Linked DNA regions of Mus musculus: region 2 is linked to region 1. Evidence: chromatin contacts called from public ChIA-PET data. All regions are on one chromosome and are shown on one strand. The core of a region is the stretch at or near the end of the contact, and the rest is flanking DNA. Distances in the headings are between cores, read along the strand shown. Region 1 holds the start of Cox14 (cytochrome c oxidase assembly protein 14). Region 2 holds the start of Tfcp2 (transcription factor CP2).

Region 1 (3,682 bases), core at 371-2,870:
CACCCAGCTGCCAGCACCCTCTTTGGGGAGCAGGAATCTAATCTGCTGACAGAGCTACACTCTTTTCACAGCAGGCTCAGATGGCTCAGGCTCCCCTGACCTTCCTATTTGTCCACCTCCCCAGTCAGGAGCTCCGGCCCCGGCCAGCCCCTCCTACTGCTGACCTTTCTTCTCAGGGTCCTCCCCACAAGGCCGCTTCTCTCTGCAGTCACCACCAACTTCACGTCTAACAGAATGTAGGATTTATAGTTTATCGTCCTCAGGGCTGTCAGCCCATATTCTTGACTCTGCCCTTTCCTTTTGCCCAAGTCGTTCTCACCCAGCCTGGAAGGCCACCCGGCATCTGTAGGCTTAGAACTAAGGAGCAGCTCAAAGGTTCAGTAGGTTTCCACAAGGGTTGGTGGGTCCTAGTCCAAGGCCAGCTGTCCTCGGAACAGAACAAGGTCCTCGCGAGATCGGACCCACACACCTCAGGAGCTGGGGAACTCGAGGGAAGGACAATTGAAAACTGCCTGCCCTGGGGTGAGGGAGATCAGAGGGGGATGGGAGACTGCTTTGCACTGGCCCTGTTCCAAAGTTGGGTGGCAGCAAGAGAATGTCACAGATCAGCAGCCTGGAGCGCTAGCTATAAATAGCTGGAGGTTTCTCTCTCCACCAGGGGTCTCCATTTCCTGTGTGGCAGCAACTGGGACACCGTGGCTCTGGCCAGCTTGATATTAAACTAACACATTAAGGTGCCAGGTCCCTCTCTGCTCCTAGCCTTTAAGAATTCCGTCTTAGTGAAGGTCAGAGCTGTCGGGTAAGGGGAAGAGGGGGGGCCCTGTCATCGATCCCGACTGGGCTGGAACCCTCCCACGCATGACTCAATTCAGAGCTGTTCCCCGGGAGACTGGGGCGGGATGCAGACAGATTCCAACACCTTAACCTATGTTTGCTCAGTCAGTCAACTGTGAATCTGAGGTCTTCTGTCAGGCCACTTGTCTACCCAATAAAGTGTGGTTTTTCCAGAAACTGGAAGAGTTGGGGGAGTTTATGTGGCAGTGTGTGGGGTCATGTATCACTGCATGCATGTTTTACTCAATGTAAGACAAGAAGTGGAAAAAATCATCCTTGTTTAATAGCAGCCACACTCGGGCATCAATCGGCATTGGCGTCCACTCTGCTCACAGCCCCCACCTCCACCCCCCCACCCCACCCCCGTCCCCTTTTGTGCTTCGTATCCCCTCTTCCACCCAAGCTGTCAGCCAGTCTTCCCAGCGCTTCTTACAGGGTCTGTCACGTTGCCTGCCTACGAGGAGGTCGCGCACAAGGCAGAAATATTAGCGAGTCACCCTCCCATCCCCCGACTCACCCCCTACACCCATTCTGTGGCCTCACTAGTGCTGGTCCAGCTAAGGTCGGTTCCTCCGGATCACCCTGTAAAGGGCCGCTCCAGGCGGTAGGGGGCGCTAGGCCCATCGCTGGAGAATTCCGAGGATCTACCTAGCTACAGTTTACGTCACTGAACTTAGACTGCGGATTGGCTAATTCTGAGCTAAAATTTTTCCCGTTTTCCAAGGAGCGCTCTTGATGGACCAGAACCACACCCCCCAGAATTCAATGGGCCTTTCCGAGAGGAAGGCTAGACTGAGCGTGCGTAAGAGAGAGGTAGAAGCCGGAAGTTCAAGGCTGGCTCTCGCTTTAGTGGGCGAGTTTTCGCAGGGGGTGTCGGGTCCGGAGCGGGGCTGAGCACCAGTGGCTGAGGAGCTGCGCGTTGGTGACTGCCTCTTCCTGCCCTGCGGCGGCCGCGCGACTCTGCGAGTGGCAGACTGAGCAGGCATCGCTCTGACGCGGCCGAGTTGCAGCCTCCAGGTAGGCCGCGGGCCGGACGGCCAAGCGCACTCGCCCTCCCCCCACGCTCTCCTGCTCGGCGCACCGCGCCCCCTGCTCCCCGTGTCGCCGCTTTTCACGCTGTTCCCCTGCTCCCCGTTCCGAGTCCCTGCTGTCCCCTGTGCCCCGCACCGCGCTCCCCTCCGCTCCCCTGTGTCCCGCACCGCGCGTCCTCGGCCTGTGCCCTTGAGAGCGCGCGGCTCCTAGTCCCTGCGCTGTGCTAGCCCCTGCTGGCTCCCCGGCTGTCATAGTCCGACCGCCTTCCTGGTGTGACTGCGGCCTGGCTGTCCTCCCTTCTGAAACTGCTCGCCTCAACCCCAAAGCTCCTCACGGTCCCTCAAAGCCACTTATTTCTCTGAGGTCCTCACCACCTTCTCTGATCCTACAGAATATGGGGTTCATAGCTTACCTTTCTGGGCTCCGTTAGTCAGAAGTTGTTTTCTGCGGACACCAAGTCTCTCCAAAGAGGGCTAAATGACAGAAGCTGGGGTGGTTTTAGGGCTTTGATCCTTATTTGTTTTGTAAAGGATGCCCATCAGATGAAAACCTTCTGCCAGTCTCAAGAGTTTCTTTTATTTCCAAAGTTAATCCTTGTATCTGGGCTTCTAACTTCAGGGTTTTATTGTTTGTTTTTGAGGTTATCTCGGATTTGCTTCTTTTTGTTTCACACCCCCCCCCCGTTTTTTTGTTTTTTGTTTTTGACAGGGTCTCATGTCCACATCCTGAGTGCTGGGATTTCCAGCATATACCACATGCTCTGTTTAATGCAGTTCTGGGGACTGAACCTCTGGCTTTGTGCCTGCTACACTGAGTTACATCCCACTTTAAATCATACTCAAATCTTCTCTATCAGTGAACAAGGTGAAATTAGCTTTTCACCAGGGCGAAGTGACTCTGGCACTCTACAGGCAGGATCCCCCAGACACACACATCCTCAAGTCTATCTTCAGGTCCTCTCTCGGGAGAATTTCACTACCACAATAAGTAGCCTGATTAAAATATGGTTCTGAGGCTGGAGAGATGGCTCAGCAGTTAAGAGCCTTGCTGTTCTTCCAGAGGACCCAGGTTTGATTCCTAGTATAGTCTGGGTGGGCTGGTCACTTTTTTTTTTTAAAGAGATTTATTTCTGGATTTTATGTATATGAATACACTATAGCTGTCTTCAGACACACCAGAAGAGGGCATTGGATCCCATGACAGATGGTTGTGAGCCACCATGTGGTTGCTGGGAATTGAACTCAAGACCTCTGGAAGAGCAGTCAGTGCTCTTAACCACTGAGCCATCTCTCCAGCCCCGGCTGGTCACTTTTTAAGCACAAATAAGGAGAGCCTGTGTTAGCTCTGATGGCATCGCATCATATACACCTGTTTCCGGCCTTCTGTACCTCGGGTGTAGATGTTTTGAGTCAGAGCTCTGAAACTGCCATGCTTAACTCTTTTTTTTTTTTTTTTTTTTTTTTTTTTAAAGATTTATTTATTTATTATATGTAAGTACACTGTAGCTGTCTTCAGACACTCCAGAAGAGGGCATCAGATCTCATTACGGGTGGTTGTGAGCCACCATGTGGTTGCTGGGATTTGAACTTCGGACCTTCGGAAGAGCAGTCGGGTGCTCTTACCCACTGAGCCATCTCACCAGCCCCATGCTTAACTCTTTTAAGAGCAGCCACACAGGAGTCACCAGCATAGGATGCATCCGTGAAGATGAAAATAAGGAATGGCTCTCCGGGAAGGAGGAGAGGCCTATCCTGCAGACCAACTCCAATCTGTCTTTGTAGGGGAAGACATGCCATCTGCCAAGCAGCTAGCCGAT
Region 2 (3,682 bases), core at 676-3,175, 830 kb after region 1:
CACTAAATATAGTTACTGTAAAGACAGCGATGATCCCTTTGAGAAGCCTGAACCCCACTCCCTGGTGTGCCTTTCTTTCCTGCGCACACCTCATTTTGCCTTAGACCCCATGGTTGTTGAAGACCTTTAAATAAACTCCAACTCTGCTTCACAGTAACTTATCCTGAATTCTTTCTCTGTGGCACAGTCAAAAATCCAGCTTTAGGCTGGGCTGTGGTGATTCACACCTTTGATCTCAGCGCTTGGGAGGCGGAGGCAGGCAGATCTCTGAGTTCCAGGCCAACCTGGGCTACATAGAGAAACCCTGTCTCAAAAAAATAAATAAATAATAAAAAAAATTCCAGCTTTCCCTAAGCTGTGATTCCTGAGAGGAAGAAAACTCCCAGCAGTGGGGGGCAGTGTTTCCCACCCATCTTCCCTAACAAAAGGATATTTCTGCCTGATGCATAGGTGCTTAGGAACATCAAAAAGTTATCGGTGCCATTTTTTACTATGTAGCCAAACATGGTCTTGAGCTCCTAATCCCCCTCTTGCTGAGTGCTGGGTGCTGGTATTTCAGTTGTGCACTAGTACTCTCGTCTTTCTTTTGTCTTTTTGTTGTTGTTGTTGGGGTTTTTTTTGTTGTTGTTGTTTTTTCAAGACAGGGTTTCTCTGTGTAGTCCTGGCTGTCCTGGAACTCACTCTGTAGACCAGGCTGGCCTCGAACTCAGAAATCCGCCTGCCTCTGCCTCCCGAGTGCTGGGATCAAAGGCGTGCGCCTCTTTGTCACTTTTTAGACATTCTCAGCTCAAGTTTCCAAAGACAGGAACCCTGGAAGAAAACCTTAAAACAAGTCTGTTGTAAGAGACAGCTGTCTGTGGACTTCTTGTCCAAGGTATCCCATCTCTTCCCAACAAGTCGTCAACCTTGAACCTCAGTTCCCAGCTGCCGGACTTCTTTAGATATCCCTCAACTGCCCCTTCTTCACGTGAATCCAGACATACCCAAGCATACAGTCAGTGTCCAAGTCTCCTACACCATCTGGATGCAAGGGCCCTACAGAGTTGACTCTAGAGTCTTTCCTGTCCTCCCATACCACTACTACTCAAACCAGAGGATGGGGGAGGTAGGGAGGTGTAAGGGGGGGGGTAATCTGCCCACCAAGCTGCAGGCTGTTCTCTTAAACTGTACAGCCGCCCTCCCACCTTTCAAGATCCTGCCTTTGTTATTAAGAAGGTAAGGTCTGGGAGGCATCTCACTCACCTCATACTATAAGCACCAGCACCCAGTTCCTGGCCAATGCCGGACAGGCTAGCATCAAAGTCCTGCACAAGCCCCGACTCGATCACTTCGTCGGCTAGCGGCAGCTTCAGAGCCCAGGCCATCCCGGCTCCTTCCTTGCCCCAACAGGCGCCGGCTCCTGTACAAAGGCGCGGAGCGTAACTCTACCCGGCAGACAGCACAGTGGAAGTCAGCTACAAACCCAGCTCCTCGCGCAGCGCCCCAAGCCTGACCTACGGGCTGCACCCTGGCTACTCCTCGGGAGCCCCGGTGACAGGAATCCCTCCCGTTCGGCTCTCGGGATCGTGAGGCACCAGGTCCCGCCGGAGCTCAGCCGGACTCGGGCTCTCTGAAGCCCACCGGTCGGTCGCTCGGCGTCCTCCGCTCAGCCTCAAAGCGGAGACGCGCAGGACACCGGGCGCTCCGAGCGTCCCCTCCGCCCCCCTAGGTGGAAAGCTCCTCCCTCCGGGCATCCGCACTTTCCCTCAGGCCTCGCTTCCGGTCAACCAGATAACTTCCGGTCACCGATTCTTCTCCCCGCCCCCCCACTCCGCTCTCAGCACAAACCCAGGGTTCCTCCGAGCCGTCCCCACACCCTCCTTAGCCACCACGACCGCCTGGAAGCGTGGACAGCGAAAGTTCGGCGCAGACTCGAAGCGCAAACCCGCCCCCAGCGCCAACCAATCAGGACGTCCGCTACGGCCATGGCGCAACGTCACCATCCATCTACCAATGAAGAAGAGACTGGTTCTGTCTTCGCAGCGGTGATAGGCTATCGACGCGAAGGCTTCCGCCCCCGGAGTAGTGGGCGGGCTCAGTGCTTAGGCGTGAACCCGGGTCGCAGGCTCTCGGTCCTGACAGTAGAGCAGAACTGCGGTTCTATCTTTCCGCTTCCCGCTCCCATTCCCGGAGGGACTTTCGTTCCCGTGTGTCCAGTCCTAAACTCTCCCCATTTGCCTTCCCTTATCTTCACCCTTCTCCCTAAGGCATTCGCGCAGGAAACAGGGAAAACTATTGGGGTTTTTGTTGATGTTCAGACGGGGTCTTTAGGTAACTTTAGCTGACCCAGAACTGAGAGATCCACACCCCCAGCCTGAGTGCTAGGATCAAAAGCGTGCACACTACACCTTGCTTGTTGTTTTGTTTCTGTTTGGTTGGTTCTTTGATGTTTTGTTTTTGTTTGTTTTAGGCAATGATGAATGAGTGTTGGGGAAAAATCTGCAGAGCAAAGTCAGAGCTGGCATCTTTATTTATAGTATGATAACTTAAGAGTATTCTCCAAGAGATTGAATTTACTAAACTGTAAATCAAGAACAACCATAGCCAGGCATAGTGGTTCATGCCTTTGATCCCAGCACTCCAGAGACAGAGGCAGGCAGATCTGATTTCCAGGTGAGCCAGGGCTAGATAATGAAGACCCTGGAGCAGGAGGTGAAATCATACCTCCTCCACCTTGCTCCTGAGGATTAATTACGGCCATTTTTAAAATTAAGCACGGGCAAAATACCTGTATGCTATGAACAGTATTGCAGAAGTCCTCAAGACAGGGTTGTAATCCCTTCCTAAAAGGGCATTGTGTGTTCCTAAAAACCTAGCACTCAGTAGGCTGAGGCAGAAGGATCTCCACAAGTTCAAGAACAGTCTAGACTACATAGCAATTTCCATAACAGCCAGGTCTACCTAGCATCTCTAGTCATTGTTTGCTCGTTTGTTGAGACAGGGTTCTTTTTGTCGCCTGGGCTGTCTTGGAACTCTGTATACCACTAGGGTCCTTAGGTCACCAGACTGGCCTTGAAGTCAAAAGATCTGCCTGCCTCTGCCTCCCATCTTAAAAAAAAAAAAATTCTAAAGGTAAATGTCACTTATTTTACCAAACAGAAAGGTAAGGCTAGAACTAAATTGTCATGATAAACATGCCTCTGCCGGCCAAAGACATCCCCTGTCTGTGGAAGTGTGCTTCGTTCTGTATGCCAACACAATATCCTTATAGTCTGCTTTGACTTAGATTTGTATATAACTACTTCTCCCACTGAGTTTCTACCTCAGGAGAGATAGGGAAATGACTTGGTATGGTGGCTTACATCTTTAATCCCTGAATCTAGGAGGCAGACACAGGAGAATCTGTGGGGTTTAAGGCCAGCCTGGTCTACAAGGGCTCCATAGATGCTGTGTTAAAGAAGAACAGGTAAAAGGCCCGGCCTTGTAGCATATTCCTGTAATTCCAGCACTGAGGAAATGAGGCGTAAGGATCATGAGTGCTTGCAAGGCCAGCCTGGGCTGAATAGGAAGCTGGTGACTAGCCCACAATCTAGAGTGAGACCCTGTCTCCAAAAGAAGAAAGAAAGAAAAAGAAAGGGGCAAAGGCTGGAGAGATGGCTAAGTGGTTAAGAACAAAAACTGAGTATGGCCGTAGTGGCACACA

Evidence for each region. ChIA-PET counts read pairs in DNA pulled down with a chosen protein or histone mark.
Region 2: an RNA polymerase II ChIA-PET map of memory CD8 T cells shows a contact between it and region 1, with 10 read pairs. The contact joins the promoter of Tfcp2 here to the promoter of Cox14 in region 1. A contact is called at or near these places in 2 of 115 datasets of contacts at active chromatin or transcription factors (bone marrow-derived macrophages and memory CD8 T cells).

What each region holds. Positions count from the first base shown.
Region 1 is chr15:99,723,998-99,727,679 of GRCm38.p6, forward strand. Cox14 (cytochrome c oxidase assembly protein 14) reads left to right here and starts at 1,621. Exons shown (of 2, transcript NM_183256.3): 1 at 1,621-1,851; 2 at 3,648-3,682. The coding sequence starts at 3,656. Gpd1 (glycerol-3-phosphate dehydrogenase 1 (soluble)) reads left to right here. Exons shown (of 8, transcript NM_010271.3): 8 at 1-1,017. Gm16537 (predicted gene 16537) reads right to left here and starts at 477. Exons shown (of 3, transcript NR_155353.1): 1 at 320-477.
Region 2 is chr15:100,550,083-100,553,764 of GRCm38.p6, forward strand. Tfcp2 (transcription factor CP2) reads right to left here and starts at 1,926. Exons shown (of 16, transcript NM_033476.3): 1 at 1,828-1,926; 2 at 1,243-1,399. The coding sequence starts at 1,364.